Regions from separate parts of the Mus musculus genome. Here region 2 is linked to region 1. Evidence: chromatin contacts called from public HiChIP or PLAC-seq data. All regions are on one chromosome and are shown on one strand. The core of a region is the stretch at or near the end of the contact, and the rest is flanking DNA. Distances in the headings are between cores, read along the strand shown. Region 1 overlaps Wdr70 (WD repeat domain 70). Region 2 overlaps Wdr70 (WD repeat domain 70).

The links. HiChIP or PLAC-seq counts read pairs in DNA pulled down with a chosen protein or histone mark.
Region 2: an HNF4G HiChIP or PLAC-seq map of pancreatic cancer cells shows a contact between it and region 1. The contact joins two enhancer-like sites. A contact is called at or near these places in 2 of 15 datasets of contacts at CTCF or cohesin (CD8 T cells and the NIH/3T3 cell line), 7 of 484 Hi-C or Micro-C datasets (the C2C12 cell line, embryonic stem cells, nephron progenitors and 1 more), 5 of 115 datasets of contacts at active chromatin or transcription factors (CD8 T cells, cardiomyocytes, embryonic fibroblasts and 2 more) and 1 of 9 other capture datasets (adipose tissue).

What each region holds. Positions count from the first base shown.
Region 1 is chr15:7,890,449-7,894,547 of GRCm38.p6, forward strand. All of the region lies in intron 13 of Wdr70 (WD repeat domain 70), which reads right to left. It also overlaps the pseudogene Gm7686. Among named protein-coding and RNA genes, the nearest start is that of Gdnf, 77 kb to the left of the region's middle. Within about 2 kb of position 1,688, at least 23 of the 459 cell types and tissues checked have an H3K27ac peak or open chromatin away from gene starts, as enhancers often do. A contact at or near this core is called in the C2C12 cell line and pancreatic cancer cells, where this site is marked.
Region 2 is chr15:7,930,062-7,934,160 of GRCm38.p6, forward strand. All of the region lies in intron 10 of Wdr70 (WD repeat domain 70), which reads right to left. Among named protein-coding and RNA genes, the nearest start is that of Gdnf, 120 kb to the left of the region's middle. Within about 2 kb of position 1,735, at least 58 of the 459 cell types and tissues checked have an H3K27ac peak or open chromatin away from gene starts, as enhancers often do. A contact at or near this core is called in the C2C12 cell line and pancreatic cancer cells, where this site is marked.

The sequences.
Region 1 (4,099 bases), core at 438-2,937:
CAGAGTCAGTGTTGGCATCCTCCTGCCCCGCCCCGTGGAGGTGAAGGTGGGGGTGGGGCGGGCTGAAAGAACAGGTCTCCACATTTCCTTAGCTTTCCTCAAATCTGGGGCGCTGCTCTCCAATGTCGGCTAGCAAGCAAGTGTTAAAAAGCAAATCAAACAACAGTGACAGTAGACACACTTGCCCCATTTGAACCACTGGAGTCCTTTACACTTGATGGCTCAGTTTTCCTTCCTAATGTTCTCTCCTCTACATGCATTTGGTTAGTTATGAGGAGGGAGGATGTGTGCACCACAGTGCATGTGCAGAGGGCAGAGGGCAGAGGGCAGAGGGCAGAGGGCACAGGAGTCCATTCTCCCCTACTCAGGCCCTAATGATGTTACCCTTTAAGCCCACTTTATTTAAAGCCATGGCCCTTTAACTCCATTCACTCTGCTTCCCTTTCGCCATAGCATATATCTTTAATACAGAATTTGATTTTTTAAATTAATTTTGCTATGCCTTTCTCAACTAGAATTCATGTTCCATGGCCAGAGATCTGGATTAGCTTTGTTCAGCAGTATATTCCGGGTCCTTAGATTAATGTCTGGTACTCTTCAAGTAAGTTAAAAGCTATTCCTGAATGGGTTACTTTGTTAAGCAGAGTTGGAGACAATTTTCAATTTAAAAACTATCCTTTTCCATCAGGAAGAATTTGATGTCTGTGTATTATAACCAACCATCATACAAATCCAGCAGGGTTGATTCTTTCTGTAGTCCTGGAGAGAATAGACACCTATGAACCAGAGAGCAAGAAAAGGGGCCAAGGGGCTTTCAAGTGCCTTCAGAAACCCCAGCCACCCACGAATGGTCCCAGGACAATGCTAGCGACATGGCTTTAGAGTTCTTTCTCTTCCTTGGTTCTCTACAGGTCTGGCTAAGCAGTTACTGGTTCTCAAGTGAGCAGGGTGCAGAATTGGAAAAGATCCACAATGTAGGCCTGATAAATTCCAAGACACCCAGCCAAACAGGCAGTTTCCAGGGGCAGCAGGTTACTGTTACTCTCTCCCTTTCCACAGAGGGTGTAAATGTTAGAGAGGCGACTGCTCAGGCCAACAGACCAACGTCTGGTTGCTTTCCAGGGAGTCTGAAGGCATTTCACCTCTATTCCTGCTCCAATTCTTTATCTCCAGAGCTCCAAGACACAGCCCACAGGACTGCCCAGCAGTCGCTGGCAGACAATCACATTTACCCGCTTCTCACGCACAAGCAGGGGATTGCAAGTAAGAGCCCTTGACCTAAACAGTTAGTCCAGAGACCACTCCACTGTGGCAATGAGTCACCCAGGCAGCCAATGGGAGGCCGGCGAGAAGATCAGCTTAGGCACAGGACACTTGAGGCTCAATTACCTTAAGACTGGTTATTAATCAAATCCTACAGGGATTCCAAAACACAGAGTGAAGAAACAAGAGTTCAAAGTCAAAGGTGGGTGGGCCTTTTTTGTTTATTAATATTTATTGTATGTGTTTAGCTGACCTTTGCAAACTTTGCAGCTAATGTGCCTCCATACTTTGTCCTGTCAAGGAAATGCATCTTATAGCAGAGAGCTGGCCATTTGCCAAACCAAACAATCCCTGAGTCCGGCGGCAGCAAGCAGAGTTGCCACACTGCTAATTTGTCAGACATATACACTGGGCTTTGCTCAACAACAATGGACACGTGCCTGCTAGGAGCCCAGAACCATCAGAAGACAGATGAGTTATAAATACAAAGAAAGAGAGTGCAATCACTCATTTAGCCAAACAGCCCAAGCTCCTTCATCCTCTCTTTAAGAGATGCCTCTTTGGTTAACATGCCTGGACCTTTGACATGTTCTGAACAGTGCTGCAAAGCAAGGGAAAGACATTCCCAAATCAAGGGACGAGAGACAGTCCCAGGAACACCAGACCTACAATACCAAAGAGACAGCCTTTACCACAAACTGCACTGGAAGGACTTAGCTCTAGCAGCTGGCACCAAGAGCTAGCAAGTAATGATGGCACTCATAAGCAAGATGGCCATGCTCAGTTACAATACACAGATGTCCTCAACACAGAGATCTTCTATCCCTGCAGATACCAAAAGGAAGAGGGGAGATGAAGAGAGTGGCGTACACTACCAACAGTGTCAGGATTCCAAGGCAGCGATTCTGGAACTACGCCTTAGCAAAAGTGAGATGGCCACAAAAATTCCAAGTAATTATTTCTATGGTTTTCTGGTTTACTTTAACTGAAACCATGGAGACGAGCAGGGGAGGAAAGAAGAGCAGGGAGTGAACGTGAATTTTAGGACATGTGAGAAAGGAACTGTAGGTACCTGGAATTTTATATTATTATTCATTTATTTTTATTACATTTACTTGTTTATGTATGGGGGGCGCATGTGCTATGACAAAAATAAGAAAGTCAGAGGATAAGTTTTGGAAGACAGTCTTCTCTGTCCACCGTGCGCAGCTGGGGTACTGCACTCGGGCCATCAGGTTTGGCGGCAAGTGTCTTCCCACTGAGCCCTGGAGGTCTTTACAAAAGTAGTAACCTCATTCATCTCATAGATAAAAAACACCAAGCAAACAAACAAAGTAAACTGAGACCGGGAGAGGGCAGTGCTTGCGTAACTTACAGAGGGGAGGGAACGGGTACCCCGACTCTCTCGTTTATTTCCTTATGCTATGTACTATGCAGTGGAGCCTTGTATTGAACAGTGAACAAAACTGGGAGGTTTTAAATCGTTCCCAAACCTTTGCAACGTAGAACTAGAATCTTATCAAGTTGATTTTTGAAAGGAAAAAGGAGGCTGAGACCGTGGCTCGGTGGAAGAATGCTGGCCCAGAATTCAAGTGCCTTCCACTGAACCCCAGCAACGCCAGGAGACGGGGAGCAGATGGTACCAGTAAATCAGGGTTCACAAACGTTGCTATAAACGAACTCAATGCCTGAGCAACACCTTACATGTGTGTGATGCATATATCTAAACAGAAGACAAGCCCAGCATCCTTATAATTTTATACCTTAAACGGGATTATGTTCAAACACCACTTCCTGGTCCTTCCTAGCTGCTGACCCTCACTGAACACCACACACCATCTGTGATTTTCACCTTTGGTTTCTGTCTCGTGGAAGAAGGACAAAGAAGCAAACCTGATTCCTTGGAAGAAGCAGCAAGTTCAGTGACTTCCCATAACCCACCTGGTACCTATTTGGAAAATAGATGTGCACAGTTGTGCAGCCCTGTGTATAAGAAGCCCTAGTGAGTCTGCATCCCTGAGTGTGTGCGCCTGAACCTTAGTCCCCCCGAGCAGCCCCATTTCCACTCTGACAAGATGAAAGAAACGATCATGAACCAGGAAAAACCCACCAAGTGTGCATTGGTGGGAAAGGAACCCCTCGGAGAAAGAAGAAAGTGGTTCACACAACAGCCATAGCAGACGATAAAAAAACAACAACAAAAACAAACAAACAACCTGCATTTCTCCTTAAAGAAGTTAGGGGTAAACAGTATCTCTGGTGTTGAAGAGGTGAACATGGTAACAAACCAAGGACCAGGGATCCATTTTGTCAACCCTACAGTTCTGCAAACATCTCCACCATTACAGGCCATGCTGAGACAGAGCACCTCACAGAGCTACCTCCCAGCATCCTAAAGCAGCTTGGTGCAGATGGTCTGACCAGTCTAAGGACAGTGGCTGGTGCTCTACCAAACACTCTGTGGACGGGAAAGCACCACTTGCTCCTTGGAGAGAAGAATGATGGTGAGGTTCCAGATCTGGTGGAGAATTTTGAAGATGCTTCTAAGAACGTGGCAAACTGAATTGAAGCAACTTCTGAAGAAGTTACAGGAGCTCCTGTTTTATAACATGGCTGCTTATTTATTTATTTATTTATTTATTTGCTTATGGATCTGACAAAAATCTAAATCTCTAATATTGTGAAGCCCAAGCCCCCTGGACACTGTACCTCTTTTTGGTTTTTGCTCATACCTGATTCATTCTTAGCGGCAACTTAAGCTGAAGAAGCCTGGGAATAAAGTTTGGAAAAGGTTAATAAAAATCTTTGCCTAGTCTAAAAAAAAAAAAAAAAAAAA
Region 2 (4,099 bases), core at 485-2,984, 40 kb after region 1:
ATTAAAGAGGCGCAGCATTAGGAAGGTTGAGAACAACTGCCTTACTATCAAGAGGCATGTGGGTCAGGGGTCAAGATGAGTGAGCCATCCTAAACTCCGTAGCTCTGATTTAACATCTAGCTAACCACAGAGCCAAAACCCAGCCTGGAAGAAATCAGCTGTGCTGGCCCAGACAAGTATTGTCTGGTGCCATACAATTTTCTCAGAATTCAACATTCTGCCAAACCATATTCATCATAAACTGGTCCTGTTTCCCTTCGGTTCAACGTAACTGTACTTCAGTGTGCCTCGTACTTAAAATGGTCATGGCACCTGTCTTTTGCCCATTTTGTGCCTACCTATGGGAGTAAGAATTCACTCTAGCAATGTTTGTTAACTCTGGCTATTGTTAGCTTCAGATAACCATTATCTCTAGATGTTGTAGTTTATTTCCAGTGATTATAGTCATTTCTTTTATACATTTCCTAATATCAGGTTAACATAATGTAATATGGATGATTAAACAGTGAGAGAAGAGATTGCCTGGAGACACCTCATCTGAAGACATAGAAGGATTCACCATACAGTGCTTTTCTTTATGGTGCTAGGTAGACTTTGCCTCATATTTCTGACGTTTCCTTTTTGATGTTTTTCCTGTCTATTTTCCTTTCTCTTTTAGTTACCTATTGCTGTGACAAAATGTCTTAACAAGAAGCCACTTAGGCAAGGGAGGATTTGCCTTGGCTCATAACTTGAGGTTACAGCCCATCATGGCAAGGAAGCTCACGGCAGCAGGAACAGCTCGCAGATGTGGCACGCCACACGGGTGGCACTAGGAGCTTCCTCACATTTGGGATGACCATAAAAGGCAGGCCAACTGGTTTTATCCTTTTTAGCCCTTTCATTCAGTCTGATGCTCATATTCTGTCTCTGTCACTCAATTCATCCTATCTGGAAAGGCCTGCCCTCTGAGACACCCCAAAATGTGCCTCACTAATTAATTTCTTAATCCAATCAAATTGAGAATGAACATTAGAGATCAAACATTTCCTCCTACCATTCATGACTCCCTTTTTCTTTCCTTTCTTTTAAAGAAATGATTTAGAGATAAAAGACAGTCATGGTGATGCAGAGATGACACGGGGGTTAAGTGATTGCGGTTGAAGCATGAGGACAGAACTTTGGATTCCAGCACACATGGATAAGTGCTACATGCTGTCCATCAAATGACAGTAGCCAACAATGGAGGACACCGAACAGTCCACTTATCATTCCTTAAACCGTGAAATGAATCAATGAAAAATTCAGGACCTACATTTACAATGCAATAACATTTACAGAGATTCCTTCATACATATAGCAAAGAACTAAAGGTAAGACATGAGATCTTCTTGACCTGATGAACCATTGGGAAGGCGAACACATGTTTGGCCACCATTCTACGAAGCATTTCCTAGTTTTAAGTCCATCAGGTCTGGAGTGTGACAGAATGCTTAAGTACTGATCTTGAGCTACTGGTGAGGAACTCACCCAGAGAGAAGGAGGACATACTTACGAGCAGGACTGCACCTCCCAGCAGAGCTCTAACTTAGTGCAGGGTCACTGCTGCAACCACCACAGCCCCACAGCAACCAGTGCGATCGAGCATTTGTTTTCTATCTGGGTTTGGCAAAAGGACAGTCCAGCTTTCATTCACAAACAGGCTATGTCGCAATGATATGCCTGTTTGGTCATCTCAGACCACGTGACTGCAGTGTATGACTACCTAGGGTTCTATCTGGTGGCCAGCTGGAAACTGCAGCTGCGGAGAACGCTCAGCCACTGAGCTATGTGAGTCACAGGCAGAATATGACGCCAGTGCTCTGGAATCTTCTGGCTCCCTGCGTGCTTGCAAATTGAAATTCAAGGTGTTTACTTTAGTCTATAAAACAAGCCCCTTAAGGCTAGGGCAAAAGCTACCTTCACATTAATCTCCTCTCTTATAAACCCTAGCTGAGATCAGTTGTTATACCAGTTAGGTGCTCTAGATTTATGCTTTAGAAGTGTGGGTGGGTAAAAAAAACTCACAAAGGGTTTGTACTTTTACATTTTCAAGAAGGCATGAAGTGAAGAAACAGCTTGTCTTGGACTTTGAGATTCTGGCTCATAATCATGAGATATCATAAGAATCATTTGAGTTGGGGATAATGTCTGATTAGATTGAATATGTGACATGTATGTTTAACTGTTCTGATTTTAAGCAAATACAATTTTGATTAGAAAAATGGGGTAACCAATACAGAATTCCAGAATCTTGTACAGGTCTCCAAATGAGGCTATCACTTAAATCACTAAGAGGAATGATTTAATCCTCCCAGAGACAGTCCAAGAACAGGGTTTCCCAGAGAATGAATGCTGTGTGTAACATCATCGTATTGGAGGGCCATGGCCAAGCAAGCCTGGGAAACTAGAGTTTATTTGCATACCATGGCCTCATCTTGAAGATTCACAATGCACATCAGTATATTAAAAGCCAGAGTCTTTTAAGTAACCGTCCTGGAATAAATCAACCTCTCTAACATTCCCCTAAGTTTGACTACGGAACTATTTTTTCAGATAACATACACCAGCATGGACTGAACTAGTACTCTCTGGTCCTTAAGTGGGAAACATGCGTCTTGAGCAAGGCTTGGTGGACTTGCCTGGAAAGGATAGATCAAACAGTAACTATTTTAGACTTTGAGAACTTTACAGATCCTGTTACAAGGACTTACTTCTGCTGAGTACCACAGACAGACACAGTACGTGGACAAATGGATACAAATGTGTGTCAATAAACAAAAGCCCACAAAACAGCATCCACACAAGGAGATGGCAAACTAGATTCGGCCCCAAACTAGCTGATTTGTGGATTAGAAAACATATATAATGTTTAAGGAAAGTCCTATGCTTACGAGATCACTGTTAGCCCAAAGGAAGGTATCCCTTGTAATTTAGAAATACTCTTAACTTGTTATACTGGTGGTGACAATAATAACACAAAGGATGATGATAATAACAGTAGCTACATTTATCTAATATGTTGCTACTTGGGACAGCTACACTATATTCGCTAATTTCCTCCTCTCTGAACTACACATAATTATCTCATTTGGCCAACAAGAAAACTTACCCATATATACATGACAAGAAACTGTCAGAGCAAAAAGTCAAATACTTGCCTCTGGCTCCAGGAGAAAGGCTACTCACTCAAATATCTACTTTTTGAAAAACTGTCATGTTCCTTCTTTGAGTATGCATGGGACAGCACAATAATAATAGCGCTCAGTGAATCCAGTCACCTTACAGCCCCAGGACCAGCAGTGTAGCTTGAGACTGGTAACACGGAGTAACTGTTCCTCCAACTATGTAATACATCACTTTACACTATTACACACTCATTGGTCTAAGGCAGATACTACCCGTCTCTTGTCTAAACAGGGGCAATAAAACAAACAAGAACAACACACACAGACATAGCTATAGAAGCTATCAGCAGCTAGCATTACTGTGAGCTACACGCTGTGTCTATTAAGCCTGTTCACCCATTGCATTTCCTCATCAGTGCTGCAGGTGCTCTCATTGCCAGCTGCCAAGGAGAGAATGGGATGCATAATAAGGTAGGACTAGCTGTCCTGGGTCGGCTCCTCCTGACACTAATGTGGATCTGGACTGTTCTCAGCAGCATCCTACTGGTCTCTTCCTAGGCTCTTTCTCTCTCAGAACACCCAGGAGAATTGGTAGGTGAGAGGTAGAGAGATGCAATAAGAACAAAGTGTGGCCCAGTGAGCACTGCACCCCTTTCTAGAAACCAATTAAAGTACCCCTCACAGGTCTATGTAAATTTGGTACATAAGCAAGCAGTGACCAGAATTTATTCAAGATCATATGGAAAGTCTCTAAAGTAACTTAAAATTTGGCAAAGAACAGAAAACAGGGGCTGACAATAAGAAAATCCCACTGTGTGGAATATTATTGTTTCTCCTGTAGCTCTTCAGTTTGGGGTGGGAACTTAGAGTGTCACAGATACAAATGTGAACACAAGGGTGACTCCCGATTCAGCTCTTTAATTGAAGGGGAACTTGGAAACCGCCATGCCAAC